4 separate regions of the Mus musculus genome follow, and all the other regions are linked to region 1. Evidence: chromatin contacts called from public HiChIP or PLAC-seq data. All regions are on one chromosome and are shown on one strand. The core of a region is the stretch at or near the end of the contact, and the rest is flanking DNA. Distances in the headings are between cores, read along the strand shown.

The links. HiChIP or PLAC-seq counts read pairs in DNA pulled down with a chosen protein or histone mark.
Region 2: a contact with region 1 is called in an H3K27ac HiChIP or PLAC-seq map of large pre-B cells, with 9 times the contacts expected there. The contact joins the promoter of Gnb1l here to the promoter of Map6d1 in region 1.
Region 3: a contact with region 1 is called in an H3K27ac HiChIP or PLAC-seq map of embryonic stem cells, with 4 times the contacts expected there. The contact joins the promoter of Cldn5 here to the promoter of Map6d1 in region 1. A contact is called at or near these places in 1 of 39 promoter capture datasets (pre-B cells) and 1 of 115 datasets of contacts at active chromatin or transcription factors (embryonic stem cells).
Region 4: a contact with region 1 is called in a FOXA1 HiChIP or PLAC-seq map of pancreatic cancer cells. The contact joins the enhancer-like site here to the promoter of Map6d1 in region 1. A contact is called at or near these places in 1 of 39 promoter capture datasets (hippocampal neurons) and 1 of 115 datasets of contacts at active chromatin or transcription factors (pancreatic cancer cells).

Annotation. Positions count from the first base shown.
Region 1 is chr16:20,237,054-20,244,637 of GRCm38.p6, forward strand. It overlaps Map6d1 (MAP6 domain containing 1), which reads right to left and starts at 4,305. Exons shown (of 3, transcript NM_198599.2): 1 at 3,881-4,305. The coding sequence starts at 4,260. It overlaps Gm49566 (a long non-coding RNA gene), which reads left to right and starts at 4,405. Exons shown (of 3, transcript XR_003951848.1): 1 at 4,405-4,700; 2 at 4,828-5,092. Gm41431 (a long non-coding RNA gene) reads left to right here. Exons shown (of 2, transcript XR_875948.1): 2 at 1-459.
Region 2 is chr16:18,496,927-18,504,510 of GRCm38.p6, forward strand. It overlaps Gnb1l (guanine nucleotide binding protein (G protein), beta polypeptide 1-like), which reads left to right and starts at 1,787. Exons shown (of 8, transcript NM_001081682.2): 1 at 1,787-1,925; 2 at 2,120-2,214.
Region 3 is chr16:18,774,245-18,781,828 of GRCm38.p6, forward strand. Cldn5 (claudin 5) reads left to right here and starts at 2,603. Exons shown (of 1, transcript NM_013805.4): 1 at 2,603-4,018. The coding sequence starts at 2,752. The coding sequence ends at 3,408. Cdc45 (cell division cycle 45) reads right to left here. Exons shown (of 19, transcript NM_001358206.1): 19 at 6,203-6,329.
Region 4 is chr16:18,856,291-18,863,874 of GRCm38.p6, forward strand. No RefSeq gene overlaps it. Among named protein-coding and RNA genes, the nearest start is that of Mrpl40, 17 kb to the right of the region's middle. Within about 2 kb of position 4,026, at least 44 of the 459 cell types and tissues checked have an H3K27ac peak or open chromatin away from gene starts, as enhancers often do. A contact at or near this core is called in pancreatic cancer cells, where this site is marked.

The sequences.
Region 1 (7,584 bases), core at 3,055-5,554:
CACATGATATGCATGTACATACACAGGCACAACAAATGTAAAACGAACCAAAAACTCTTTAGTAAGTCACAGGGTTAGATAAATGACTTAGCAATCATGTATATACTCCTCTTGCAAAGGGCTACAGTTGAGTGCCCAGCACCCACCTCACAATCACCAGGAACTCCAGCTTCAGGGGACCTGATGCCCTCTTCTGGCCTGTTAGGAACCTGCCCTCACATGCACAAACAGAAATACACATGACTTTTAAAAGTAAAACAAAATCTCTTTAAAAATCTGAGAGTTACAGTAGCCATCTCAAAACAAAAACCTCCAAGCTGGTCTGCAGTCTGAGCTCCCATAAGCCACTTCACTGGAAAGAAAGAACTGGCTAACTTAGTGCCTTGTCACTAAAAAGGCTCAATTCTACTCCTGGGGACCTCTTAATCTTGTCAATGACCCTACTAAAGAGTAAACTCAGCAAGGCCATTGTGTTGTGTAATACCCACCCACCCATGACCACAGGCGCAGGACTCAGCCAGCCAGGGCCAGTGTCTGCCTGTGCTAGGCCCTTCCCCTACACTGGCCCTGAAAACAAGGGAGTCTTTTCTTGGCAGCATCAGAGCTGATCCTCACTGAGCAGGCAGATGGCATGGGCACGGGAAGCTGTTGCCTGCTGCGGTCAACACTGAGTTTTGGGTGTAAAGAAGAGCTGAGCCAGGGCCTGTCATAATTTTTGCTTCCTAAGCTTCAAGGTTCTAAGGACCAGCTGTCTAAACCATTCGCTGTTCTCTTTCTCCTGGGAAGGCAGAGCCTCCCCTGAGCATGTCCTTCTGTCCCCAGCTATCTCTGAGCTGTGCTCCAGGCAGCCTAAGCCAGCTGCTCTGAGGTGACAGCAGGGGACTCAAAGCAGGAAGAACCTATAGCAGTCCCTGGGGTGTTGCAGAAGATGTTCCAGCCAAGAGGGCTTGTGATAGAATAGAAAAAGTGGCATCAGAGGTAGAATTACCAGAGCCCTGGGTACCCATGGAGGACTATGAGTAAGGTGGACTATAGATTACGCCAAGATTAATGAAAGAATACAAGCCTCGCTGTGCTCCTTAAAAAGCATCAAAGGCTTAATATGTAGCCTTGGCTGCCTGGAACTTGCTATGTAAACCAGAGCTGACCTTGTACTCCTAGAGATCCACCTGCCTCTGCCTCCCAAGTGCTAGGATTAAAGGTGTGCACAACCATGCCCAGGTACTCCCTCCCCCATCCCACCCCCACCCCCACCCCACCCCACCCCCATCTTACATGGACCTGACCAGCCTCAAAAGAATTATGGAAGCATTGTTCTGGGAGGAGCTAGGCAGCTAGAGAGCTCCAAGACAGCTCCTATGCCTATCTGGCCAGACAAATAAGGCAGACCACTCCTTCCATGACAACCAGAAGACAAATGAAGCAGGACCTGTTAGCAGGGAGAGATGGAGGCCTAAGGGGTCCATAGCACTTAAAGACTGTAAGTCAGGAGTGGCCACAAACCTAATCTATTACTTTTGGGTTTCTCAATTGTTTTCTGAATGCCTCTAGCAGTTCACTTGGGTGAAGTATATCTTACAAGATGAAAAGTAGTATGGGATTACTCCAGCCTCTGGGTCCCAGAGGCCAGAGAGTTTAGTGCTGAGGAAGATCAGTCGTTATCCTGGGCTGGTCTTGGGGGTGAGTGAGGACTGGTCAGCCAGGCTCTTAGTATTCCATCCAGTTCTCAGGGAAGGAAACTGTTCCAAAGGCAGAGTTTATACTTGGAAAAGCAAGCCCCCATCTGTCAGTGATTTTCCATGGCTGACTTCAAGACTCAATTTGAGAAACTGTCTCCGAGGAGGTGGCCAACGACGATCTGTATAAACCATTTTAGGGAAGGACTACAGAATTGGTGCTTGAGTCCCACTCCTTTCTGTGCTGTTCAGAGCCATGTGTTTTGAACTACTAGCTCAATTTCTCATTTGTAGAGGAATAGCAAGAACCATCATGTTAAGGGGAAAGCAGTAGCCAACACCTTACCATCAACAGAGCTTGGGGGACCCTACAAGGACATTCAGCGGGCCATTGGCTCCATGTGGGTAAAACAGCTTCTCATAACCAGCCATGATTTTCTGGAATATCCCTTATGAAGAGGGGCTTGTACCAACATCCCCACGCCACTAGTTATGAAAGGTGGCTTCCTGTCTTCCCTGCAAGCCCAACCAGTTGTTTGACGGCTAGATTCTCAAGCCATTGCAGAGTCATGCGCAGGCAGGACCACTGGAAGGACCGTGAACATTCAGACCTCTCCTGCAGGGGATTCAGGTTCCTACATTGGCAGTCAGTAAGCCTGCCTGCCTGCCCTGCCACCAGCAATGCCAGACAGCTCCACTTGAGTCCACGAACACAAGGCCTTGCCCTGCACCACACACACCCATTAAGTACCTTAAGGAACAGAGTCTTAAGGTGGAACCTGTCCTGCACTTTGGCCCCCTTTGACATGTGTGTGTGTGTTTGAGATTCACCATCTGTACCTGCAGGGCTTCAGTGTCCCACCCTATGACAGACCCATAACTAGTGCATCCCCAATATCAGGACAGCAGGGCTGTGACCATCTATCTGTACAGTGTCTCCATGTGCCATTTTTATTATGTTTTAAGTTTTCTTTTTAGTTATGTGTATGTGTGGGTATCTTGAGTGTGGATATGTGCAGTGAGTGTGGATACCCCAGAGCCTTGAAGTTAAGAGACAATTGTGAGATGCCTGGCTTGAGTGCTGGAACTGAACTCCCATCCCATGGAAGAGCAGTGCACTCTCTTAATCACTGAGCCACCTCTCCAGCCCTATGGACCTTTTTAGTCCTGAGCTCCCATCCCACCTTCAAGGAATCTAGACAACAAAATTCCTAAAATATTCAAACACCTGTAATAAATATGGAGTGGTGTTTTAAATAGTCCCAAACAAGGCATCACAGATGAGACCAAAAAAAAAAGGGGGGGTGGGGGGCTTATGCCTGTGGCTATATGCCTAACAAAGGGCTAACATACATTACAGTTATTAACATTCAGAACATCTATCTATGGTCAAACATTACATTAAGTTAAAAAAAAAAAAAGTAATGGAGTTATAATGTGTGAGCCTGACAATCCGAGAGATGGATCCCTGGAATCCATGGCAGAAGGGGAAGAGGAGTGACTTTCTAAAGTTGTCTTCTGATCTGCTCGCCCCTCCTCTCGCCCCCCTCTCCACACTAATATATATTAAATATTTTAAAACATCGCAACAGCAAGAATAAGATCGTGGAGGAAACTGAATGTGTATGCATTCATTGTATACTAAGAATTAGGAAGATCCATCTGTTTGGGAGGGGAGGCGTGAGGGTGTTAAGGCAGAATTTGTTATTTTTATTTCTAATTCCCCCATTATGAGCATTCATTACTCTTCTATGTAGAAAGAAGAGGCAAGAAGTCCTCAGTTGTCCAAAGCTGTTAAGGGTGCAAAGGACCTTCCTTCTGTGGGATCTTGAACAGCGCAGGCACTGGCCCTGGGCACGGCGTGGGGCGTGGGATGAGGGGCTGTGCACCGCCCTCTTTGCTCACCCCACAGAAGTTAAAAAAGAACAATCTGAGACCGAAGGAGGAGGAATCAAATCGAGGGAGGGGTGCTCTCTTACGAGGTGCGCTCATCCTGGATCCCAGGGTAGGGAGCAATTGGGAACACAAGGCGATGCCTGCAGTGTCAGGAGACCAAAGATGACCCCGAAGCTCCCCTGTCACTCTCCAGATCCTGTGGTATTCAGCCTTCGTGCTCTCCCCGCCCCCACCCCGTTTCGGGGCTCCGTTTCCTCCCACCGCAGGTCCAGATTCGAAGCATTCCTCTGCCGCAGCCAGCTACCCACCTATAAGACGTGGTCGCTACTACAGCTGCGTCCGCGTCCCCGACCGGCAGCACGTAGACCGTCCGGGTGGGGGGCGCCGAGGACTGGCCTCTGCGGCCGCCCGGCCCCGATGGGCGCTCTTGAGCCGCATCCCGGGACCCGGCGCGCGCGGTTCGCACACCGAAATCGCGCTGGTACTGGGTGAGCGGCACAGCGCGGCTGGACTCCCGCGCGCCTGCGACCGACGGGTTCCCGCGCGAGACGCTGCAGTCTGCGCCCGACTCCTCGCTCCCGGGGTCCGAGTAACCATGCAGAGTCAGCGGCACCGCTACGTCCGAGCGGTCCAGCTGGTTCCATCGCCGGGCCAGGCAGCACAGCCGGCTGATGCAGGGCCACGCCATGCCGCTCGGCCGCGCGCCTGCGCCGCGCGCGCGCACTACCCCACTGCCCCCGCGCAACCCTGAGCCCCGCAAGGACGGCCTGCGGGCAGTCCTAAACCCAGAGTTCCCCCAATGTGAGCTCAGAAATCAGACCTGGGCTTCATCGAGAGCGAGGTCGGAAGGAGGCATTTCCTCACCGTCACTAAGCCTGCTACTTTTTTTTTTTTTTTTTTTAAGGAACAATCAATCCATCAAGAAGGCTCTGGCGGCAGGACCAGAGAACTCTGTTGGCATTTGTGGACACGGGTGGCTGCAAAATAGATTTAAACTGTGCCTAGCGGACTCAGCGACCACCCAGAGTGGAAAGGGTGGAGGCAACCAGGAAGGTGATGCAAGTGAGAACTTAGGGCCATGTCAGCTCGTGAATCTCCATTTGCTGTTTACTGTGCTGTTATAAATGGGTAACAACTAACCCGGTTTTCCTTAAGAACTGTCATAAGCTCCCAATCGTCCTTTCCCTGGGTTGTAATTACAACCCCCAAACTGGTTTCCTTTCCCTGATGTGCATGTATGCTCGTTCCATTGCAGGGCTATAATCCAGCCTGAATGAAGGTCAGTTAAATACAGAAAACATCCAGCTGCCCTCCAAGGGCTTCCCAAGTGTATCCTGCATGCACTCAGACCTGCAACCATGGAAGTGGTGGTAGTTACAACTTCTGGCTGAACCTGAGAAGCATCCAGTCTGCACCTAGGAGGACTGCCCAGTCTGGGCCCATTGGTCAGCTCATCTTCCTCAACTTCATTAGCTGCAAGTTGTACTGGAGTGACATACCATTGCTGGTTAACACCCCAGGTCTGGCTATGACCCCATACTGACAGTTAAGTCTGGAGTTGGGAAAACCTTTACTGAAGGTGCATTCATGGGTATGGTAGTTAGAATATGTTTGGCCCAGGGAGTGCCACTATTAAGAGGTGTAACTTTGTTGGAATAGGTGTGGCCTTGTTGGAGGAAGTGTGTCACTGTTCAGGGTGGACAATGAGACCCTCCTCCTAACCATGTGGGAGCCAATCTTCTCCTAGTGGCCTTTAGATGAAGATGTAGAACTCTCAGCTCTGCCTGCACCATGCCTGCCTGGGCACTGCCACGCCCCCACCTTGATGATAATGGACTGAACCTGTAAGCCATCCCTAATGAAATGTCCTTATAAGAGTTGCCTCGGTCATGGTGTCTGTTCACAGCAGTAAAACCCTAACTAAGATTATGTGGACCCCACCACCACCACCACCACTCACACACACACACAAAGTCTTCTCTCAGCCAGAGCCAACTGACTTTGTGAAGTGGAGCTGAGCTTTGGGTTAGTCAGCCTGGCAAATGAAGGTTAATGGTTATGAAATAGTCCAGGGGAGAAAGTCACAGATCACCACTCTTGCTAAAACAGTTAAGGGTACAGCAAGTCCTTTAATTAGCTGGTGATGAAGAGTGAGTGGGCTAGTGCCTCGGATGGGCTCTTGGTATGGAAGCACTGCAGGACAGGGGCTTTAAGTCAAAAGGCAGAAATCACATCATTTCAGGTGCAAGGTGAGCAGGTTTTACTTTCAGGGTAGGGTGGGCTGTTGGTTTGGTTGCTTGTTTTGTTTTTGGTTTTTGTTTTGTTTTGGTTTTTGGTTTTTCAAAACAGGGTTTCTCAGTATAGCCCTGGCTGTCCTGGAACTCACTTTGTAGACCAGGCTGGCCTCGAACTCAGAAATCTGCCTGCCTCTGCCTCCCTAGTGCTGGGATTAAAGGCGTACGCCACCACGCCAGGCTTTTTGTTGTTGTTGTTTTGTTTTGTTTATTTGGTTTTTGGGGGTTTTTTTTGGGTTTTTGGTTTTTTTTTTTTGGTTTTTTGTTTGTTTGTTTGTTTGTTTGTTTTTACACTATACTGTTTCACAGAAGGGAAGGAGCAACCTTTTAATCATATAAGGTTGTTTTTCTCAAGGAACCTTTTGTATACATCCAAAATACTTTCCCACTAGGGAAAGAGGAATTTTTTTCTTTTTTCCCCTCTTCTCCTCCTCCTCCTCCTGTTCTTTTCTTTTTCAGAAGACAAATTATTGTTTACAAGTGAGATGAGGGTCCAGAAGGGAGAAGTGTAGTGTGGGTGTAACCTAACTTTTAGGCCATTTTAGTTAAAATACTTTTCATAGCCAGAAGACGACACAGTGGGTAAAGGCATTTGCCACCAAGCCTGGTATCCTGAGTTCAGTCCCAAGAAACCAAACGATGGAAGGAATACTGACTCCCCGACATTGTCCTCTCACCTCTGGGTGCAGGGCGGTACATGCACTTACATACAAAGACAAGATAAGCAAGGAAGTACAATAAAATATTTTAAAGATGTGCTTATTTTATATGTATGAGTGCATGTATTTATGTGGACCATGTACATGCAGAGGCCAGACAGGGAGTCAGATCCCTCAGGGCAGATTAAAAAATTTAAATAAATACCTTTACAGAAAAGATAACTGAAGTGGGAATTTCTGGTTTCACTGGAGACTCAGTTGTGTCATGTAATGTTTTTTCTGGAAGCTGTCTTATGAGAGGATGTTTTGCTGAGAACAGACATGTGTTATTTTTCTGGAAGCTGTCCAGTGAAAGGACATGTGATGTTTCGCTGGAGCATACACTTGAGAGAATAAGTATAACCCAGCAGACAGTGGACGAGGCTCTAGCTTTGGTTCGCCTTGCTGGTCTTTGTTGGGCTTTGCTGATGCTGGTCTTTACTCTTGCATTGTCTTGCTTTGCTTTCTCCTCTGATCTTCACTTGTGAGTTCTTAAAAATGGAAATCCTGGTGGTGCTCCTGCTGCTTCTTGCCACTGCAGGAGAATCATGCTGATAGGTGGAGGCTCAGGTATTGTCTGGATGCAGCTACTGCTGCTGGTTTGTGTTTGGTGTTTTGCTAGTGGAGTGGACTGCTGACAATGAAGATTGGAACTCCGGAACAGGCCCACATCCTCCTTGTCCTGTTAGCCATTTCCCTCCCCTACCTTTGGTCATTGGGCTGTAAGGGAGGTTGAAGTGTTTAAGATTCTTAAAGTAGGTTTTGAAAAATCTAAGCCTACAGAAAACAATGAGAATTAGTGGTGAATGTTGGTAAGCCCAGCCTGTGAAGACAAGGAGATCAGAAGCAAGTTAAAAGTTCACCAAAAACCAAAAACAGAAACAAAAATAAAAACAAGAACAAAACAAAACAAAAAACTTAGAAAAGAACAAATCTTTTAACTCATGTTTTGTAGTGTCAGAGACTGAACCCACGACTTTGTACATCCCGGGGCTAACTCCACAAGCACTTTTACTTGGT
Region 2 (7,584 bases), core at 537-3,036, 1.7 Mb before region 1:
GCACGCCTTTAATCCCAGCACTCGGGAGGCAGAGGCAGGCTCATTTCTGAGTTCGAGGCCAGCCTGGTCTACAAAGTGAGGTCCAGGACAGCCAGGGCTATACAGAGAAACCCTGTCTCGAAAAACAAAACAAAACAAAAAAAAAAACCAATGTTTATTTTTATATGGATGAGTGCTTCTGCATGCATGTAATATGTGAGCTCTGTATGTGCTTAGTGACCGGAAACTAGAAAAAAATCATACATTGGAAGTGGAGTTATGGATATTTGTGAGCCACAGTGTAGGTGCTGGCAAACAGACTGAGGTTCTACGCAGGAGCCGTCAGTGCCTTCTCTCCAGTCTCTCAGTCAGCACTTAAAAAGAAGGCAATTCAGGTACATACTACAGCATGGATGAACCCTGAAAATATATGAAATTAAATACATTCACAAATGGACATTTCATGAGCACCAATTACATGGGGTACACAGTCAAATTCAGACTGCAAATGGTGGGAGCTCAGGGTTTGGAGACGAGGAGTCAGTGCTTAATGGATAGTTTCTAGTGTGATGAAATAGTTTTGGATATGGTGGCAATAGTTGCACAGCCTCGAGAATACATTTATTAATATTACTACTGAACTGTATGCTTTACAATGGTTACTATGTTAACTTTTGTCGTGGACATTTGAGGTGATGCCCTAAAATAAAACCCAAAAGGTGGCCGGGCGTGGCGCACACCTTTAATCCCAGCATTTGGGAGGCAGAGGCAGGTGGATTTCTGAGTTCGAGGGCAGCCTGGTCTAAAAAGTGAGTTCCAGGACAACCAAGGCTACACAGAGAAACCCTGTCTCGAAAAACCAAAAAAAAAAAAAAAAAACAAGAAAACCCCCAAAAGGCAGTTTGGAAAAAGGCCGACAGTTGGGTAGTCTTTTGCACAAGCCTGCTGTTCACTATTAACTGGCTAAAGCTGCTTGGGCCTGAGGGTGATTGGAATTCACAGAAACAACCCTTCCCTTAAGGGAGGAAGTTTAAATTATCAGGTCAATTAGAAAAGATACAACTGAAAAAAAAAAAAAAAAAGCTAAGTTTCATTCACACTTCAAGGAGGTGTTTCCTGGCTGGGTGCCACTTTTATTGCTTTTGGCCCGAGCTACTGAAAGGCCCACAGACCCTTGGAAGGTACAATGTGATCTTTGATTCCCCTTTCAAGGATCAAAGCCAGTGCGTTTGGGTGTAAATGCAGATAACATTTCAGAGATCTTTCATGAAAGGAGTCATCAGAGCAGGGAAAACAGGGAGGTGGTGTGTCATGTGTGTGCTTGCTTTCAGATGGGATGCAGCAAAGCCTTCTGTTCGTGGTCCAAGACCCATCTAAACACATGTCCTGGTTGTGGGATGGATGACACTACAAGAACACAGAGGAGCTACAGGGACAAGCCATGCATATGCATGTGAGGGGCACACAGGCTCATTTCCTGGCCTCTCTAAAGTGACAGTGCTGCGTAGCGCGCTAGCTTGCTTGCCTGTAGCTGCTAGGCATTGAAGAGGAGGGACAAAACACACACAAAAAGACAGACACTTGCCACTCAGAGAGAAATACTCCCCAGGCCCGAAGGCTCAGCAGCCACTCAGTACCGGAGGCCTGATGACGCCCTTAGCCTTTAGACCCAAGCCGGCTCTGGGTAGTCCTCCAGGACTCACAACGCATGAGAACCGCCCCCTGCCTGCTCCAGTGGGACCCAGGACCACCCAGCACCTGCGCACCGGGCCTCTCCACTTAGTACGGTGCGCGCGCTCCCATCAGCCTCCGCGCTGGCGCGCTGGCGCGGTGTGACCCTCTGCGAGATGGAGGCCTCGCTGTTTACGGCGCAGGCGCGGTGGGCCGAACGTGCGCGCGCAGCCCCGCGGGAAGGCTAACTTGGGGCGTGCGGAGCGCCAGAGCCGGTACGTCGGGGGTGGCCGCGCACGCCGAGGGGGCGTGGCCGACGAGGTGGCAGCAAGACCCTCGGGTCCGGTTGCGTTAGGCTCGGATCTTCGCGGCGGGGTCTGTGTGGAGGCGTGAGGTGGGGAGCCGGCGTAGGGGCCCTGTCTTGAAGAGTCCCGTCCCCGCTCACCTGATCTCGCTCTTCCCTTTGCAGGTGGCGGTGGGATCCTGCCCTCGGAAGAAGCCCCTCTGCCTGGTGTTCTCCAGCGGAGCCTCTGATCCTGGCGGCCCCTCCTGGCGCAGTCCTAGGTAGGTGGACTTAGTTGTCCCGGAGCTTAAGAGCTGAATGTCCTGCATGGCGTTTCTGGCGGGCGGGCGGTGCAGGTAGTCTGTCCTCCACTCACATGGTGGCTTTGGGCATGTTCTGTTCCCGGGTCTCCTGGGTCTCGGGAGCAGAGAACTTCGGAGGAAGAGTACCGTGCGCCGCGGCCCTGCGTCTTCTTCTAGATTGTTGTCCAGCCCGGGAAAAGGAACGAAATTACCTAGTGCCAGGCAGGGAAGGCGGAGAGAAGCGAGAGAATTCAACAGACAGGCATGCTGAGGGCATGAGACCTCAGCATGGGATGGATGATCATGAAGCTCAAAAAGCTAGTGACTATCTCAGTAAGGAAGCAGCAGAAGTTGACTGCTCGCGCAGGGGTAGGGGCTCTTTTCCTAGGTTGTCAGGGGCACTCAGGTAGGCAGATAAAATCTAAGGTTCGAAGTTGGGGCAAGAGGTCTTGGTGGCACATGGGCTCTGGGCATGCAACATGGTGTTTGTGGGCAGCCTAACTTTGGGGAGTGGGGCCTGGCTTGTGGGAATTACTCACTGAGAGACTGGGTCTGGCTGATAATTATGGTGGGAATCCCAGGTCAAGGGCTGGGCTTTCAGGTGTGAGTCAAGGGTCTACCAGAGATGTTCTGAAATGCTTGGGTGGTAGAAGTAGGTACTGGGGGTGCTGACAGCTGAGTGTTACAAGCCAGTTGGGAGGTGCTGGTGAAAGATGAACCTTGCTATGCCTTTTTGGAGAAACTGACTCTGGATTTGGGGTAAACACATGGAAAGCCAGGTGTGAAGGCATGTGCAGAACTTGGTGCTCCTAGGAGAGAGTTGCGGAGAATTGGGCTAGGTGTATAGGGATGAAGAGAGTTGAGAGGAGCTCTCCAAGTGGTGGGCTTCCCTCCCTAGAGAGATTGGAGCAGAGTGTGAGAGTCCAGGTGGGTTCCTTGTCCTCCTTCCTTGCCTGGCCTCTGGTGACCATAGCTTGGAATACAGATAGATCCAACCACAGAAGGCACTTTCCAGGCTCAGCCTGTGTGCTGGAGGTCACAGGAGGAGGCCTCCAAGTGGAATCAGAATTTCACTTGTGGAGGTGAGGGTGCTTGGCTATTGACTGGGATGAAGACGAGGGACAGGTGCTCAGGATTGGGTAGCTTTGCCTGCAGGTGGTCTCTCTGGAAATGCTGGGAGCAGGAGGAGACAGATAAGCAAGACAGTTTTGTAATGCCTCTGTCTGCCAGGTGTGCCTGGTGCTGTGTGTGCAGGGGTGTTTTGGTGTGCTCTGTTCTTATTAGTTTACAGTGCTGAGGCAGCCAGAGCCCACTCACTCCACTCTGAAGTAGTAGAAGGGTAGTCCGTAACCTTCAAAGTGATCTGTGGCTAAGCTCGTCTCTGCAGCCAGGTTCTGTTCCTCTACTATCATTTACTAGTTGGTGTGTGACTGCATACACATCACTTTGCCGTTCTTCTTGCCAATGATAATAGTACCCAATTTGTGGGTGGTGTGTGGTCAGCATTCAGTACAAATGGGACAAATGACAGTTGCTGCTGTCATTGCCCCAAAATTCCCTGATGTTCTGATCTGGATTGACAACATCTGTCATTACACCTTGGAAGTTGTAGGCAGCATTTGTCTTATTTCCAAACTCCAGGGCCAGCCTCTGGTCCCTCCCCCAATTCAGAGCAGTTAGTCGGGTCCCTTAGGGTTTTCTGCCCGCTGCCTCCTCCTGCCAGTCAGAGGTGATGGTTGAGCCTGGTCCCTGCTCTTCCTTACCTTGTTTTTGGACAGATTTCCTTGGATGATGGCCTGCATCTGACAGTCCCTCGACTCTCACTGCCTCAGCTCCCCTGGTCCTCGACATTTACCTGGAATGGCATTCTGCCACACCCTGCCCAGCTGCTTCTTGGCCTATTGTGCTGTGCCTGCCTCTTCTGTCCACACCAGGTCTTCTATGGGCCCGTCCTTCCTTCGCTCCTGGCAGGCTTCGTGGCAGGTACCATTGGCAGAGCCCTGGCAACCCTGTCCAGATGGCAGCCAGTTTCACCAACGCACATCCTTGGCAGCAGACGATGGGACTTCACGACATGATCCCTTGGCGGATTCCTGGTCTGAGAGGCCCTCCTGTGGGAACCCCACATGTGTATGCATCACCGTGGAGTGGAACAGTGGAATTAATGACTCTGCTGCCAGTAAGCCTGCAGAAAGGAGCCCTCCAGCTGGATGCATACCAGACCCTTGGCCACTCAGGACAGACTTCCACTGGGTTCCTGGCTCCAACCTGGAACCTTCGATGGCTCTCCACGACTACTAGACTGCTTTTTTGGCTCAGCTGGGTGATTGTATGTCTTCCACTGTGAACACTATTAGGACAATCTCAGCTCTGTCTGTGAGAACCTCAGTTGACTGATAGGCCTGGCTTGGGCCTGGCTCGCTCCCTACCGAAATAGGTACCTTGCCTGGCGATTATGAACTCTTCTGCCAGGATCTCGAAGAAGTTATTCAAAACAGTTTTGTTGAGTACCATGCCACTGTCTCCTGCCTTCCACATCAAGCCAGCCACCAGTGGCCCCACGGCAGCCCACAACTAAGCACAGCTGTGCTTAGTTAGGTGTGCTCAGAAGCCCTAGCATGGGAACTGAAGCCTGCCTTAGCTGCTCCCTCCAAACCCTGCTTGGTTGAGGTCTAACCCTATATCCAGGAGCACCTGGCCAAGGAGAGCTCCCCTGGACCCCGAGAGTCCCTGACCCAGTCTAGTTTTGCATTTAGTCTTTATTGTAATGCTGTGAGGCCAACTTGTCTCCCATCTAAAGGAGGCAGCCCCCAAACTTGTTTCAGTATCTTTAAAATCTGTTAACTCCTCTTCTTGGAAGCTAGAATCAGCTTATCTGAGGAACTTAGACCCTCAGAAAACAGAGAAGAATTCTAAAACATAAGGAGACTGAGAGTTGTAGCTAGGTATCCCATGGTGGGTGAACAATGTCCCAGACATCCCACAAGAGCCACCCTGTTCACTACTCCTTATCCCTGTGTTCTGAGCATGCTCTAGATGTACAGCAGTGCCCTTTGAGATGAAGTGCTGTGCAGAGTGAGGGAGTCCCCCAGCTCCTAGACAGGACAGTGCTGTCTACAGATGACTCCACCTACCCTGTGGCTGGATAGATAGACAGAAAGGTACATAAGCTCTCCCTGCTCCTACTGGGATGTGGGCTTGTTTTGGGCTCCTAGCTGAGTTCCTGCCCCACACCTGGAAGTGTTGTTTTACTTGGCCAGTTTTACAGGAATCAGCCACCATCAGATTATTTATAGCACTGTGTCCAGATGCAGCCCCCACACATAACCTTGGTGTTTCTCTGCCCTGCTCTTGGTGACTTCTGATGCTCGTCTACAATGGAAAGAAGGCTGTTTGAAGGAAGCCAGTGCTCTTTTTAAAATATTTTTGTTGGTTTGGCTTTTTTGTTTTTGAGACAGTGTTTCACTATGTAGTTTTTCCTGGTTTGGAACTTGATATATACCAGACTGGCATTGAACTCTCAACCCCGCTGCCTCTGCCTTCTGAGTGCTGGAACTAAATTTTCTTCCTTTTTTTTTTTTTTTTTTTTTTTTTTTTTTTTTTGGTTTTTTGAGACAGGGTTTCTCTGTGTAGCCCTGGCTGTCCTGGAGCTCACTTTGTAGACCAGGCTGGTCTCAAACTCAGAAATGAGCCTGCCTCTGCCTCCCGAGTACTGGGATTAAAGGCGGTGCGCCACCACGCCCGGCTATTCTTCCTTTTTAAAAATGGTCTATCTATGGAGTATAGTATAATTGGATATATAGATGTATAATGATCCTATCTGGTAATTACCATTTCCTTTTCTTAAGTGTTGATAATTTCTTTGTATGGGATGGTATTTACACTCCTCTCATGGTTCCTTATAAAAGATGAACTCTGTTATTGCCAACTCTTACGCACACATGTGTGGTGGAAGGTATCCAATACTCCTGTCTCTTCCTGGTCTTTCCTGTCTCGTTACCACGATCTGCCTTCTGCTTCCATCAGATCAACTCGGAGAGCTTTCACATACAGATGCAGATGCATGTGGCATTTGTGTCTCTACCTGTTTAATTCACTTAACAGTGCCTTTGGTTCCATGTTGCTTGGATTTTTGTTTGTTTGTTTGTTTTTGTTTTTGGATTTTTTTTTAATGGTTAAATAACCTATTGTATGTATATACTGACTTTAAAAAAAAACACCAAACGTACCTGTTACTGCATACTTTGGATTTCATTTTTTCTTTTTTTGTTTTTGTTTTTTTACGGGACAGGGTTTCTCTGTGTAGCCCTGGCTGTCCTGGAACTCACTTTGTAGACCAGGCTGGCCTCAAACTCAGAAATCCACCTGCCTCTGCCTCCCAAGTGCTAGGATTAAAGGCATGCCCCACCACGCCCAGCTTGGATTTCATTTCATGTAAGCAGTGCAGAAGCAACCATATTCATCCTTCTGAGGGATAAGATGACATCTTGGCTGAGAACCACACTTCCTGTGGCTTATTTGAAGCCTTGGGCAGCTGGGAGGTTTGAATGCAGGAGGGTAGGATCTAAGCCTCTTGCTAGGTTCAACTCTAGTTGTTGCCGTTTTCACAGGGCTACATTCTCACTATACATGGTTATGCTGAAAAAAAAGCCCCTACCCCACCCCCGCTCTGCAGAGTATGCACACACACACACACACACACACACACACACACACACGCGCGCGCACGCACGCTCTCGCAGATTGAGTCTCAATGTCAGGGTTCCTGGAAGCATTGCTGATCTCAATAAACACGAGTTGACTTAACTGCTGAGTGTATGGTGGCTGCTGACAGAGTCTTGTTTTGTGAACAGAAATTCTGTACTCATTCTGTCAGCAGAGCCCAGCTGAGTGTCACAGGTGTGCAGTGGTAGTTCCCAGTGGAGCCTATGAAGGTGAGAGGGTCTGGTCAGAAGAGCTGGGGCTAGAAGGGGAAGGAGTGCCAGGTGTTGGGTGGCCTGGGGATCTGACTTCTGAGAGCTTAGGTAAAGAGAGGAGCAGGTAGCAGATGGGAATGTGAGGCCTCGGCTCGGAATGAAGAAAGACCAGTTCTGTACAAGGGTGAGTTTTTAGTGAGAGCTGAGCATGCAGGCTCCTTTGAGCCAAATTGATCTGAGGACAGGATACCGCTGTCCAGTATACAGAATGTGCCTACTTGGAAGTGCTTAGACGAGAGCATCACTCTTTCAGTTTTACCGCTGTGGAAGCAACAAGAGGAAACTTTACTAGACGTTTAATAGAATCCTAGATTGGAAATACAGCTGGCTACTTTAGGAGAGGCCATGATGAGCAAACATCTGGTGAGAATTG
Region 3 (7,584 bases), core at 1,353-3,852, 1.5 Mb before region 1:
CTTTGCTGCACTCTGGCTATGCTGACCTCTTTCTGCTCCAAGGTCAGATCCTCTGTGAGCCGTGTCCCACCTCTAGGGTGATCTACTTAGTTTTAGTTTGTAGTGTTGGTGATGGAACTTGCTAAGCAGTGCTCTACCCCAGAGCTACATTGCCTAGCCCAAGTGCATCTGTACACCAGCATCTTATACTCAGATTTCCAACTGCTCCTTGGGATCTTCTTCCTGGACTCCTGCTGCGCTGCCACCTTTTCAGAGAACCCTCTGCTGGGTTTTGCCTTCCTATCTGGTACTTTGTTGGCAGTTTGTTTATTAAGTGGCCTGTGCTGTGTGCTCTGGGAGAGACAGTGTCCAATGCACACACACACACACACACACACACACACACACACACACACACACAAATCCCCAAGGAAGGATCTGGGGTGGTCACTTGGGCCACCTTTAGTTTTGAGGAGGATCGAGGAAGCATTGCCAGCCCTGGCTGTCCATTTCTGGAGTGGTTCTGGTCCCGCTGCATGCTGGAGAGTACGGTATCTAAGGTTCCACTGGCAATTATGAATTTACCAAAGGTATGTGAACTTGCTCGGACCATTCTGGGTGCAAGGCTGGGGACAGTACCGAAATGGTGGGTAGGAGGGCAGACAGAAGGAAGGGAGCATGTCCTGCTGTTTGTAGCCCCAAATAGTTGAAAGCAGCAAGCTGCTTCTTGTCTGGGACAAATGTGTGTCCCAGAAGATCCCCGTATTCCCGGGACACTAGTAGGAAAGCCAGCGGGCAAAAGCTATCCTGGCTTGGACCTTCTGGGGCCTGCGTGTAGAGAGATATTCTCAGATGTGTGCATCAGCATGTCCTGCAGAACAGCAAGACAAGACAGGAACAGCAGGAAGGCTCATTCCAAGGCCCAGGGAAGATGGATCTGGTTGAAGTATAAAGTGTGTAAATATTTTCCTGGTCACTTACAGCCAGCTTAGTCTAGGCTGCTCCCAGGATCCAGTTCTTTGCCAGTGGGCAATGAGAGCCATAGAGGATTACAGGCCAGGGCCTGCAGGAGTAGCCTTGTTGGGTCATCTGAAGAGGGTTCAGTAGTTGCTCCAGGAAGGTGCCTGGGAGCTTGAAGGGAGGGGGCTGGCAAAACAAAATTCTGCAGACTGGAGCAGGGGGAGCAGGATTTGAGTTTACATCTACTGAGCAGGGAGAAGGGTCTGCAGAAAAGCAGGGGTCTCTAGAAGATAGAAGGCAGCAGTTAATATATGATAGCTGGAAGAGGTACCAGGGAGGACAAGAAAGGGTGTGTATGTGAGGCTCTCCCGCCGTCTTCTAAGAACAGTTTGTTGTAGGGTGAAGTAGGCAATGACCTGGCCCCATAGACCTCTAGCTCAGAGCCATCTCCAGAAGGAAGCAGGGACCCATAAAAGGGAGAGATTTACCAAAATCTCCACATCTGTGGCTGGCCTCAACAATGTCATCCTTTCCCTATAGAGGCCCTGAGTTCTTTTGAGCAGAGGAAACAACAAAACAAAACCCCCAAACAGAACAACAACAGAAGACAACAAAGCCCAGCTGGAGTCCAGGGTTAGCTGGAAACAAAGGGAGCAGGGAGGAGTGTTCACTGGAAAGAGGCTGGCGCCCTAGTTTGGTTGTGGGCTGTGGGGCCTGGTGCCCCCACCTGAGCCTCAGGGACCCAGTGTGTCTAACCCAGTGGACCTTTCAAGAAATGGCTGGGCCATTGTGCAGAAGAATGCCCGGAAATCCCGCGGCTCCCTCCTCCACCGAGGATGGGGGCTCTTCCTCCTGGCCAGGAAACTCCAAGTTGGCTTCCGGAGGGTGGCCTGGGGGCTGGGGTGGCAAAGCACCACAACTATTTGTAGGATGGCAAGGCATAGCCTTTCTATGTCCCATCGTGTCTCTGCTGTCCCAGGATTCCAGTATGCTGTGTTAGGATCACAGCCTATCTGCTGGAGAAGACTGGACGTCGGAGAACCCTCAGGGGTTGCGCAGCATCCCAGAGGAGAGCACAGGCCCTTGCAGTGTTCACTTTGTGTCAGACCAGTGGTTCCAGGGAAGGAGTGAGAACTGTAGGCGGTGGTTGGGTAGGATCATGAATGAGGTTATAATTAAGGGCAAGCCCAACACAGGCTTGCCGAGCATCTCCGCTTGGTGTGCCAAGGGAAAAACGGCGGGCGTAGAGGTTTGTTTCACCTGTGCACGGGGGCTCAGAGAACCTCCAGGCCAAGCAGTCTGCAGAGAGGAGTTGGAATGATCCGGGATGTAGCAGGTGGAGCTGGTGAGTGTAGGTTAGGGGTCATGCTGCTAACAGTGGAGACAGGGGCGCACAGATCTCCTGTGTACCTGCCAAGATCAGCCCCTACTAGGACAGAAACTGGTAGGGTCTCAGACTGCGGTTCTGCAGGGTGCGGTTCGGGTGAGCAGGACTAGTCCTGCTCGCCCGTGGTTTCAGTAACTGTAGCTGTCAGGGGGTCCGCGATTGGCTGTGGGCCGAAGGTCTGCTCATGGATTGGTTGAGCTAACTCGGGGGGCTGCGCCCTGGGGGCAGAGTCCGCCCCCGAGACTTCAAATAGGACAACAGGTTACTTCAGAACCCAGTTGGTGTAGTTAAAACCTCCTCTTCTGCTCCAGGACTGGAGGCTCCAGAGCAGAGGCACCAGAATCAATTCCCAGCTCCCAGCCTAAGCAGCGCAGAGAGCACCCGGAGGCCCCAAGGGCCGTCGGGTGAGCATTCAGTCTTTAGCCATGGGGTCTGCAGCGTTGGAAATTCTGGGTCTGGTGCTGTGTCTGGTAGGATGGGTGGGCTTGATCCTGGCGTGTGGGCTGCCCATGTGGCAGGTGACTGCCTTCCTGGACCACAACATCGTGACGGCGCAGACGACTTGGAAGGGGCTGTGGATGTCGTGCGTGGTGCAGAGTACCGGGCACATGCAGTGCAAGGTGTATGAATCTGTGCTGGCGCTGAGTGCGGAGGTGCAGGCAGCTCGGGCACTCACCGTGGGCGCTGTGCTGCTGGCGCTGGTGGCACTCTTTGTTACCTTGACCGGCGCTCAGTGCACCACCTGCGTGGCCCCGGGCCCAGTTAAGGCACGGGTAGCACTCACGGGAGGAGCGCTTTACGCGGTGTGCGGGCTGCTGGCACTCGTGCCGCTCTGCTGGTTCGCCAACATCGTTGTCCGCGAGTTCTATGATCCGACGGTGCCGGTGTCACAGAAGTACGAGCTGGGCGCGGCGCTGTACATCGGCTGGGCGGCCTCCGCACTGCTCATGTGCGGTGGCGGCCTCGTGTGTTGCGGCGCCTGGGTCTGCACCGGGCGCCCTGAGTTCAGCTTCCCGGTCAAGTACTCTGCGCCGCGGCGGCCCACGGCCAATGGCGATTACGACAAGAAGAACTATGTCTAAGGGCGGGAGGCATGGCGGGGCTCTTCCCGCAGCTAAGCCCGCGATGGGAAAGACCGATGCGGGAAGCCGTGTGTGGATGACGACCACCGCTGGGTTGCGCAGCGCAAGTCATGCTGGGTTCGGGCCAGACTTGCCCGCTCTCAGAGTCCGTTGACCATCACTAGCCGGGCCCTGCTCAGAACAGACTACAGGCACTTTTAAGAACTTGACCGACCTTTTCTTCTATGCGCAGTTGGCCACGACGTGGGTGGAACGCTCAGATTTCATCGGTGAAGTAGGCACCAAACTGCCGCGAACAGTTCCTACTGAGATCCTGGGGGCACTAGATGCTGCCTTAATGTCCAGTGGCACCTGCTAACCTGAAAGGGCAGCTGGAGAAACCCCGGGGCTGCCAGAGGGACGTGTTAAAAAGGGCATTTTCTTTGTTAGTGGAGAAGAACCTACTGAACCAAAGGACTTAGCCTGGACCTGGTCTCACTCCAGCACTCCCCCAAGGTGGGGGCCCTGTAGGTACCAGAGCCTTAGAGGGGTTGCCTTCCTCCTGGAAGCTTGGGGCTTGGGGGGTGGGCCGGGCAAGAATTTGCTCAGTAAATGGTTTGAACACTTTCAACTGTGTCCTGTCCTCTGTCCAGAGACTCCTTGTGCCCAGCTCCCTATTCATCTACCCACCCCTCCTCAAAGACTCCCTGCAGGGATTTCTCCAGTTTTCAACTCAGCCAAGTGCTGGAGTTAGGCTGGGATACAGGAGGGGAGGCAGAGCCCAGGAGAGGATCCAGCTGGAGTCTCACTCGCATCATGGGAATGGCAACTTGGGTGATGGGAAATGCTGAGAGTGGATAGCTAGGTTGCTGGCTTCTCCCAGGAATACCTCCAACACTTTTACCCCCAGTGCTTGCTCAGCTCCAAGTATCAAGTGGCCACCGACAAGGGCACACGGCTAGACTAGGCACTTCCCTCATGTGTGGGAGCCACAGTGCATGGCTGATGTGATGTGTTCAGTCTTCAGCTGACTGCAGTACATAACAGCTGCTATGGGAGAGGCACTTGCCCAGGGTAGCTGGGCCCATTGCAGCCCTTTGTCCTAGTCCTCTGGCTAGTGTGGCTCTAAACAGGGTCTAGGGTTTGTGTCCATCCTGCTGATAATGCACCTATGTTGACAGAGAATTTTGGGTGTTACTATCCTGGGGGAAAAGAGGGTCCAGGACTTGGGAAAAGATCCCAGGAGGGTAAAGCGAGTAAAGCCAACAGCCAAAGAAAGCTTATTGTTTCTCTTTGGGCTAAAAGGCCAGAGTCAGGAATGCACAATGGATACGGGAAGGGGCTGCAAAAAGAGGCATACAAAGCCCAGTCAGAAGGAAGGCTTGGCATCTGCTACCAACCCTGGCTACATCCAGTACCCAGTCTTTTAGGCCTGGCTAGGTGCCTCAGGGTGGGGAAGGGGTTAAAACCTAAGGATGTGAGCGTAAGAGATTCAGGGCAGATTCTGGAATTGGGGACAAAGAAGGCAAGGGTGGAACTTACAGGGAAGCTGACTTTCTAATGGCTGCTCAGGCCCCAATGAGACAGCCTCAGTGGAAGACCTCACTGAATCCAGGTGAACTCAGTCCAGCAGGTGCATGTGCAGGAAGGATCAAGAGCAGTCCCAAGCTTGGGAACATGTGATCCTAGATCTGGCCCTGTGCCCTAGCAGGCCAGTGTATGGTTATGCTGGCACACTTGGCTGGTGGTGTACCCTTCCCACAGGGGTCTTTACCCAGTATAGAATATGGGAAGGCAGCTGCTTGCTCTGAGTTCTTCCAAATGGCCAGGGTGGCTATGTGAAGGCAGTTGGCTGGTGGCACTATAGGGGGTCCAGGGAGGAGGGCCAATCCTACCCACCTCCCACCTACGGTACCCCCGATTTCCTGAAGGGCAGCCTGGGCTTCTCGCCACTGACTTAACACTATTCACCAGTACTTGGAATAGGAAGCAGTACTTAAAATGGCTTAGGCTACATAGTGAGAAAGTGTCTCAAAGAACAAAACACTACAACAAAACTAAACTGGGGAAAGAGAGAAACCTTTGTGAATAACTCCTTCTAGGACTGTGTGCCACCCTGCCTTCCTTAGGAGCTCAGATGCCCACAAGGGTATCTCTTTTTACCATGTCTGCTTTTCTAGTACCTATGTCCCCAGGTGGTAATCAGCCCTTCTTCACCATCCAACCTCTCTATACTTACTTGCTCCAGGGACAATGACAGTTGGCTCCACCATTCTAAGACCTTTGCCTCCCTGAAGGTGTTAAGAGGCCAGAGATCCACTACAGGTGAAATATTCTGAGTGGGGTGTGAGCAATGTTGACAGAGCCTGGGGACACTGCTTTGTTCAGACCCTACTCATCCTTTAGCCCTCCTTGGTCTGAGGCCTTCCCCCTGATACTTTATTTGCAAAGCACTATGACCTCTGCTTGCAGAGACAAGACACTTGAAGATGTCCTTTATGGCAAGTTCAAGGCCATGATAGAAGGATGGCCAAGATGGTGATACTGCTAGAGTCAGGCAGGCAGAGTCAGGTCCTTGGCAGTGCTGGGCAGTGGCCATCACAGGTGCTGGTTGTGAAGATACTTAGTACTGAAGGGCCCAGCCTCTGCCCATTGCCACCAGGAGGCCAGGAGAGCAGGTGGGGAGACCGTGTCCTAGGGTTGAACAGAGAAGCCTCTATGCCTCCTATGTAGCAGAGGACACAGGAACAAGGTTTCCCTGGATCCCAAGAAGGCTCAGAGTACTTCTAAGGTCCAATAAGATCACAGACCCAGAGGGGATAAAACATCAAACATTTTATTAAAAACCATATAGTCTCACATTTCAAATGTTATCTTACAACTGAATAGTGGCCAGGAAATATAAATAAGGAAAAGGAGGTCACTTCTGGAGAAGTTGAATTCTGGAAGGAAAAAAAAAAAAAGGTTTCCTACAATTCATCCTTTCTCTCCATTTCATCAAACTAGAGTGGGCGGTCCCATGGCGTGATGGGCTGCTGCTTCTGAGCAGCTTCAACAGTGAGGGTGAGGGTGAGTTTGGAGTAAAGGTCACCCCATATCTATTGAGGTACTCACTGTCCTTCCACACTCCCTACTGAGTCTGACTGTCTATCTGCATGAAAAGTACCCAGACCCTTTCACCTGGTAGACCCTGGCTGGCCACTTGTCCTGCCCGGGCAGCTTCATGGTTTGTATACAAGGGCCCCTTCCTTCCCCTGCCAGGCAGTCTCTTGCTTCCCCCATCATGTAACAACATCTTCTCCTTCCCCTCCCAGTTACACCCCTGCTCGGTAGCCAGACACACATAGCAGTGCTATTGGCAGTGCAGGAGAGATCTGCCTCCAGTCAGCCCTGGCCCCGTATTGCTCCCCACAAGCTCAGTACACACTTGACACTCGTGGGCTCCTTTTTTTTGGAGTTAGACTAATTTAAAGTTAAACTTACCTGGCCCAAGTCACTGCTGACTACCTGCAAGTCTGACCAAGGATTTCCAGGTCCAGTCTAGACACTTTCCTTAATATGGCCCCTAGTGCTCATGCTATCTTGACGGAATGAAGTTCCTGAGCCACATGAGGCCATTCTGTTCCCCTATAGGTTGGGTTTAACATGGATTGAGCAGCCTCAGCCTGAAAGCTCCTTATATCAGAGGCTTGGAAAGTCTGCTCGGCCAAACGGAGGCTGAGATGGTCACACAAGCATAGGAGAAAACTACTTCCACTTTCCAATGTGGGAAAGTAGGATTGTGTGGGAGAATAGTGAGGGCTTCATTAGGGAGGTGTTGAGCCACAGTGGGCTGAGAGCCCATGCGGAACCAACAGCTTGCTTTCTTATTAAAGCCTGAGTGCAGAAAAGCCCAGAGTGCCACTTCTGTGGGCCCCAGCCTGGGGCTTGTGACTGTGGCTGTAAGAGACTGAGTGACCTCTGGGGCTGGTACTAGATAACCTGTATGTCACACATGATGCTCAGCCGATGGTGTGGGCATGAGAGAGAAAATCTGAGGTCATTTTGGGGAGGGTGGTGGTGGTGTCAAAGGTGCTTAATGAAATTAATTAATTAATTAAGCTTTCTCAAAAGTGCTCCATTGTGGCCTTGCTGGCATTCTTAGGTCAGACATTCCTGGGAAAAATCTCAAGACCGTGTTCTGATGGGAAACACAAG
Region 4 (7,584 bases), core at 2,776-5,275, 1.4 Mb before region 1:
TTCTTTTGTTTGTTTTGTTGTTCAATACAGGGTTTCTCTGTATAGTCCTGGCTGTCCTACAACTTGCTCTGTAGAGCAGGCTGACCTTGAACTCAGAGATCAGGAGCCTTTGCCTCCAGAGTGCTGGGATTAAAGGCACTGTCAACACTGCCTGGCTATTTTTTGAGATCTTTATGCATTTTATGTATTATTGACCCTCTATAGGATAAGCAATTGGTAAAGACCTTCTCCAATTCTGTAACTTGCCACTTTGTTCAAGTGATGGTGTCCTTTGCCATACAGAAGCATCCCAGTTTCACAAGGTCCCATTGAGAGGCCAAACCTATTCCATCCTGGGACTGGCCTCCATCTTAAAGAAAAGAAAAATAAAAAATAAAAAGAGCCTGAGAACTTGACCTACAGCAGAACCCAAGCTGCATCGAAGTACCAGGAAGGACCCCACAGCTTGTCCCTGGCCAGAGTTACTCCCTAGCTACTTCCTAGCAACAGTTTTTTTTTCCATTTTTTATTAGGTATTTAGCTCATTTACATTTCCAATGCTATACCAAAAGTCCCCCATACCCACCCACCCCCCACCTAGCAACAGTTAATCAAAGATTAGTCTGATTGTTTCAGATGGCTTGTGACTCTATACACTCTTGCTTCAGAGCACCCACCTGTTGGCTTACAGTCATTCTATGAGATGCTTGACAGACTGGACACCACCTCCCTCACCCTCTCACTGTAATATCCAAAATGAATTGAAGACCACCCAGTACCTTCCCCCTTCGAAAAGGACTTTCCAAACTGCACAAGCAGGCCAAGTGCAGAGCCAGATAAGAAAGCTGGCTGACTAAACAAATGTAAAAACATAGTTTTCGCGGTCAAAATGATTAAGCTTGCAACTACCAAAACAATAGCTGTTCTCTGAGAAATAACCATAACAAGATTAGCAATTCTCCTGCCCCCCCCCCACACTGAATTCTCACAAAGACCATAAACCACCCTGACCTTGTTGCAAGAATTCCCCTGATGTTAATAGCTGATCCATAAGTTCAAAATGTACTATTACTTTGCTGACCAAATCATAATAACCCACCATGGGGGCAAGCAAAGTGAGTCATTAGGCCAAAGGGTTACTTAGTCATCCTATACAAACCAACCAACGCCTGAAAGGGTTACTTGCTACACCAATGAGAACCCTGTTGCTCAAATATGCCCCTTACAAAGGTATAAAAAATGTGTTCTTTCTTTGTTCTGGGTCTCTCCTCTGGCCTGTGTGCTGGGAGGGGAGTCCCCAACATGTTGGATCAATAAAAATCCTCATGTGTTTTGCAGCGATGGCGGCTGTCTCTGAGGTCGTTCTGAGTAAGGGTCTTCTGACGAACTCCAACATCACTTGCTCCTATTTTCCTATAAAAACTTGTCTTGTTGAGGGTTCAAGGTGGCTCCACCTTCCCTTCCTGCCCTCTTGTGTCGGGGTTGGGTTGGAAGAGAGCCCAAGCCTGAGCTTGTAATAAAGAGACTCTAATGCTATTATGTCAGAGATGGCTCCTTGGTGGTCTTTTGGATTCATAAACACTTCCTGGCACATCACCATTTATTAATTGTTGATCTTAGTGCCTGTTTAGAAAGTCTTTTCCTGTGTCAATAAGTTCAAGATTATTTCCCCACTTCTCTTCTATCAGGTTTAGTATATCTGCTCTTATGTTAAGGTCCTTGACCCAATTAAAAGTTCAGTTTTGTGCAGGGTGATAAATATGGATCTATTTACATTCTTCTATGCAATTTCTCCTGACTCAAAATGCTCCTGACTCAGCCTTCCAAGGTTAGTGTTAACAGCTGGGTAGTGGTGGCATATGCCTTTAATCCCAACACTTGGGAGACAGAGGCAGGCTGATCTCTGAGTTCAAGGTCGTCTTGGTCTACAGAGTGAATTCCAAACTGGATCCAGCCATCCATTTTGACTAGCACAATTTGTTGAAATACACAGTGTGTATTTTTAGCTTTTTTTGTAAAAAATCAGGTGTCCATAGATATGTGGGTTTATGTCTAGATATTCAATTTGATTCTATTGATCTGCATGTCTGTTTTTATGCCAATACCAAGCTGTTTTTATTACTATACCTCTGTAGAAGAACTTGAAATCTGGATTGGCGATACCCCCAGAAATTCTTTTATTATTCAGTGGCACAAAAGCTTGTGATCTGGGTGGTGCCTAATTTGTCTGAATGTTAGAAACTTTCTGTGAGATCTACAGATCATGACAAACTTGTGTATTATAAATGACTTATGTTGCCATAGTGATTTTTCCAGGTCTGAGTAAATATTTGTGCAGTACTGAGGATTGTTGTTGTTCTGTGTGTGTGTGTGTGAGAGAGTACCATCTTCTGGTTGTTTCTTGTTACTATGGGCTGTATCCCTTTTTTCCAGGTCTGAGTGACCACATTAGTCTTCTGTGAGCACCACCTTCTGGTTGGTTCTTGTTACTACAGGCTATATTTTTTTCTGGTTTTGGTTTTTGTTGCTGGTTGCCTCTGTTCACAGATTGAGTGGCACTACATCCATCTGCTGTGAGTGCCACCTTCTGGTTGGTTTTTGTTACTACTGGCTGTATTTTTTTCCCCCTGGTTTTGGTTGATTTTTGTTTCTGGTTGTACCTTTTTCTGTTCATTGATTCTAAACGGTGTCATATCCTTCTGGGTACAAGGCCTTGAATTTGTTTCTGTGGCAGGTTGCAGTTAGGATAGATGTATCTGAGAGCCATGGCTTATGGTGGGGCCAGGAGACATCCTGAGTCTTGGTCTGGGATAGGTGTGGGCTCAGAGGAGCTGAGAGACTCCCACCAATCAGGTTAATTTTTTGTGGGTGTGCATCACTTTCTGGTTATTTCCCATTTCTGCCTGGTAGAGAGAAAAGGTTGGACTTGTGTTTTGGGTGGCATAGAGAGGTCTTTTTCATGAGTGACACTTTCTGGCTGTTTCTTCTTTCTGCTTGAAAGACAGGAAAGGTTTTATTTGTGTTTTTGTATGTTGTGTTTGTGTCTCTTGTTACATGACTTTGATGAGGTGACTTTGACAAGATGAGCTTGATAAAATGATTTTGACAGGTGACTTTGATGAGATGACTTTGACAAAGTGGCTTTGACGGACATATTAACATGAGACAGGCTATGTCTACCACATTCTACAGGTTCCCTTCACCACAGAATAGGCCAGGAAGCGGGTTCCTGGCCCCACAGAAGACCCCCCCCCAAATGCTTGCTTTCCACTATCTAGCTCAGACTGGTATTTTAACTCTGTTGAAGGTAAGAAGAGGCTCTTAGTCTACTGTCAGGCTTTGCTGGCAGGTCTCAAGGTGGCCACAAGACAGCCCACAAATTTGGCCAGAGTGTATGATATTAGACAGGAATAAAACTTTTTTAGAGAGGGTCATGGGGACATTTTGACAGTACACCCCCATGGACCCTAAACCACCAGAAGCAAAGGCAGCCATCACTCTAGCTTTATTAATCAGGAAGCACCAGATATTTAAGAAAAAGCTCCAGAAGATTGAGAGGTTAGGAAAAAAGAAAAAGTCTGAGAGATCTAATGATAGTGGCAGAGAGAGTATTTAATAGAAGAGAGACTGCAAAGGAGAAGCAGAGGAGAGGACAAAAGGAACAGACTCTAGACCTAGCAAAGATCTGTTAGCAGCCAAAGCCAAACCAGAAGACTGTAAGAGATGCCTAAAACAGAGAAGTAGATAAGAGGGGCCATAAGATCAAAAGTGCCCCCTCTCCAAGGCCAGGGTAACCCTAAAAGTAAAAGGGAAACCTACCAGCCTTTTTGTTGATAATTAATAAAGTTCAACATTATGTCTTGCTAAACCTGAGGATAAAGTCTCTTCATCAGTTTAAAATAACTTCCTAGTGGCAACAGAAATAAAACAAAAACACAAGACCTCTTAGAGGTCTTGGACTATTTGAGGCTCCACTAAGAAGGCTTTACTCTGCCAACTACAGCTGACATTGCTTGGCCCTGAGGATGCATACTCAGACTCCAGACCTTGGCATCAGCCAATGGCCAATGTGTCACTAATTGGCAGAAGCTGACCTGTTTACACATCAGTGCAGCAATGACCTCCTGGTTAAAAATGATGCCAGAATGACTCAGCCCCAGCCTCTCTTCTTGAATGCCCCCAGGATTAGCTGCTCTGCTGCCTGACTCTGAGCTCAATTGATGGGCCTCTGCATGATTGTTCAGATGGATGCAGAGGTAACACGGTTTTCCAATGACAACAGCCTCATTCAGGATGGACAGAGGTATGCTGGGGCAGCAGTGGTCTCAGACTCCAAGATCATATGGGCAGAGCCTGGGAGGAATGCCAGCCTAGAAAGCTGAACTGGCAGCTCTGATCAAGGTGTTAGAGCTGAGAAAAGACAAGAGACATGGATAGCCAATGTGCCTTTGCTACTGTACTGGCTAGTTTTGTGTCAACTTGACACAGCTGGAGTTATCACAGAGAAAGGAGCTTCAGTTGAGGAAATGCCTCCATGAGATGCAATTGTAAGGCATTTTCTCAATTAGTGATCAAGGGGGAAAGGCCCCTTGTGGGTGGGACCATCTCAGGGCTGGTAGTCTTGGTTCTATAAGAAAGCAGGCTGAGCAAGCCAGGTGAGGCAAGCCAGTAAAGAACATCCCTCCATGGCCTCTGCATCAGCTCCTGCTTCCTGACCTGCTTGAGTTCCAGTCCTGGCTTCCTTGGTGATGAACAGCAGTATGGAAGTGTAAGCCGAATAAACCCTTTCCTCCCCAACTTGCTTCTTGGTCATGATGTTTGTGCAGGAATAGAAACCCTGACTAAGGCAAATTGGTACCAGCAGTGTGGGGTATTCCTGTGACAACCTGACCATGTTTTGGGGAGGACTGTGGAAGGACTTTGGAACTTTGGGCTTGAAGATCCATCCGTTGTTAAGAGCTCTGTCGGATGTTGTGTAGGAGCTTGGAAGATAATGTTGAGAACAGTGCAGAAGATGGAGGCCTGGCTTGTGAAGTTTCAGAGGGAAAATTAAAGACTCTTTTCAGGGACATTGCTATTTTGGAGTTTGATTATTCTGTGGTTCTGGTTAGCTGGGGCTGAAGAATCAGCTGTGATTAACAAGATACCAGAACTACTAAAGCAAAACCTTTGCATTACTGGGACTATTGATGCTGGTTAGCTGGAGCTAAGAAATTAGCGGTGATTAAGAAGAGACCAGCATCATTGAGGTGACAACTTCTGGGAAGTGTTTTCTGAAAGCACAAAGAGGCTGTGTTCCAGAGATGGCCAAGGTTGTACTCCTGCTGCAGCAGGACTTGGTAATATGTAAGGGTCACCTAGGTGGTACTGGTTTTGAAGGCATGAAGGGGTCACGCAAAGCAGCTGAGGCTCGGCACTGTGAGAGGCCATGGAAGGCCATTGGTGAGGGTGCAGCCTCAGTTGCAAATGAAGGCCCAGGACTGAAGGGGTCATGCAGTGTTTTGGAGATGCCAGTACCATGAGATGACCACCAAGAGCAGCAGCAGCAGTGGAGTACAGGCATCTGGAGCCTAGAGGACGGCGTGTGTGCTACAAAGGGCCTGGCTGGAGAAGTGACCCAAGCCCTTGGAGGAGCCCAGAAGATTGTGAGTTGGATCCCAGACATTGGACGGTTGGAGATTGACTTTTGCTTTTGATTGTGACTGTGCCCTGATATTTTCCCTCTTGAAGGAAGAAACTGTTTTAGTGGAGCCCACAGTTAAGAGACTTTTAATTGTAAAAAGACTTTGGATTTTAAAAGAGATGGATATTTTAAAGAGATTGAAATTTTAAGAATATGTAAAGACTGTGGGACTTTAAAGTTATTTAGAATGGGGATGAATAAGATTGTAAGGGTTGAGGCTTACTAGTGATGTTTTTGTGTGTCAAGTTGACAAGGGGTCAATTGTACTGGCTAGTTTTGTGTCAACTTGACACAGCTGGAGTTATCACAGAGAAAGGAGCTTCAGTTGAGGAAATGCCTCCATGAGATGCAATTGTAAGGCATTTTCTCAATTAGTGATCAAGGGGGAAAGGCCCCTTGTGGGTGGGACCATCTCAGGGCTGGTAGTCTTGGTTCTATAAGAAAGCAGGCTGAGCAAGCCAGGTGAGGCAAGCCAGTAAAGAACATCCCTCCATGGCCTCTGCATCAGCTCCTGCTTCCTGACCTGCTTGAGTTCCAGTCCTGGCTTCCTTGGTGATGAACAGCAGTATGGAAGTGTAAGCCGAATAAACCCTTTCCTCCCCAACTTGCTTCTTGGTCATGATGTTTGTGCAGGAATAAAAACCCTGACTAAGGCAGCTACCAATCATATCCCTGGGGCTATTTATAAAGAGAGTAGCCTTCTGGTGGCAGAAGAAAAGACTAAACTCATCCCAGAGGACAACATGACAGCCCAGTGGGTGGCCTCTAGATATTGGGCCCCTAATGTCCTTGATTGCACTAGACCCAAGAGATCCCACACTCTCTGATCAGACAGAAGATGTGATCTGCGCCAAAAACATGCCCATGTCTCAGTGTCATAAGAGATGATGGAGGACAGCTGACTGCAAACTAATTGTATCAGAGAAAATGGGACTGCACACACTAAAAAAGATCAATCGTTCTTCACACATGGGATCTCTGTGAATGCAGGACTTAGTCTGCCAGGTCCACATCAAAATTAGAGATGCCAATTTGAAAATAGCTGAAATTGTTAAAGACTGTAAGGCCTGTCAGTTGAGTAATGCAGTTACCAATGAAAAGAACCCCTGTACACAATTCCAGAGCACCAAGCCAAGAGTCTATTAGGAAATACACTTCATGGGGGTAAAATAAAAAAATTAGATACAAATATTTATTGATGTTTATAAATACCTTTTTAGGATGGATTGAGACTTTCCCAATTAAACATGAGACTGCAGATGATAACAACAACAACAACAACAACAACAAAAACTACTAAAAGAAATTCTTCCAAGGTTTGGTTTTTCTAAGTTTATAGGATCAGACAATGGACCTACATTCATGTCCCAGGTAAGTTAGAGATTAGCTAATATTCTGGAGATTGATTGGAAACTTTATTGTGCTTACAGAACCCAGAGTTCAAGATACGTTAAAAAAAACCCTAAAAAGAGGCTGTAACTAAATTAACTTTAGAGACTGATGGTGACTGGGTGACTCTTCTCTTCATCCTTTATAGAGTACAGAACTCCCCATACCAGATGGGATTCACCCCTTTTAAAGTTATGTTTGGTTCACCTACTGATAGAAGTTATTACAAAAGCAGATGACTGCTAATTGTTACACAATTTCAAGGGTGTCCAATGGGTATATAAATGTGTTTGGCTTAAACTTTGTGCTTCCATAAAACAGATCCATCTCCAGAGCTCTACCAACTTTAGTCTGGAGATTGGGTCCTAGTCAAGAGACACTGCAGGAGGAGAATTCAACTTCAAGACTCCTTCCTGTCTCCCACCTATGGGTCTCTATCCATGCCCCAGGGACACCACAAAGACATAGCCCTATTACTGCTTTCATGAAACTTTAAAAAGTCTGATGATTGGGACTTCTAGTCACAAGAGAAA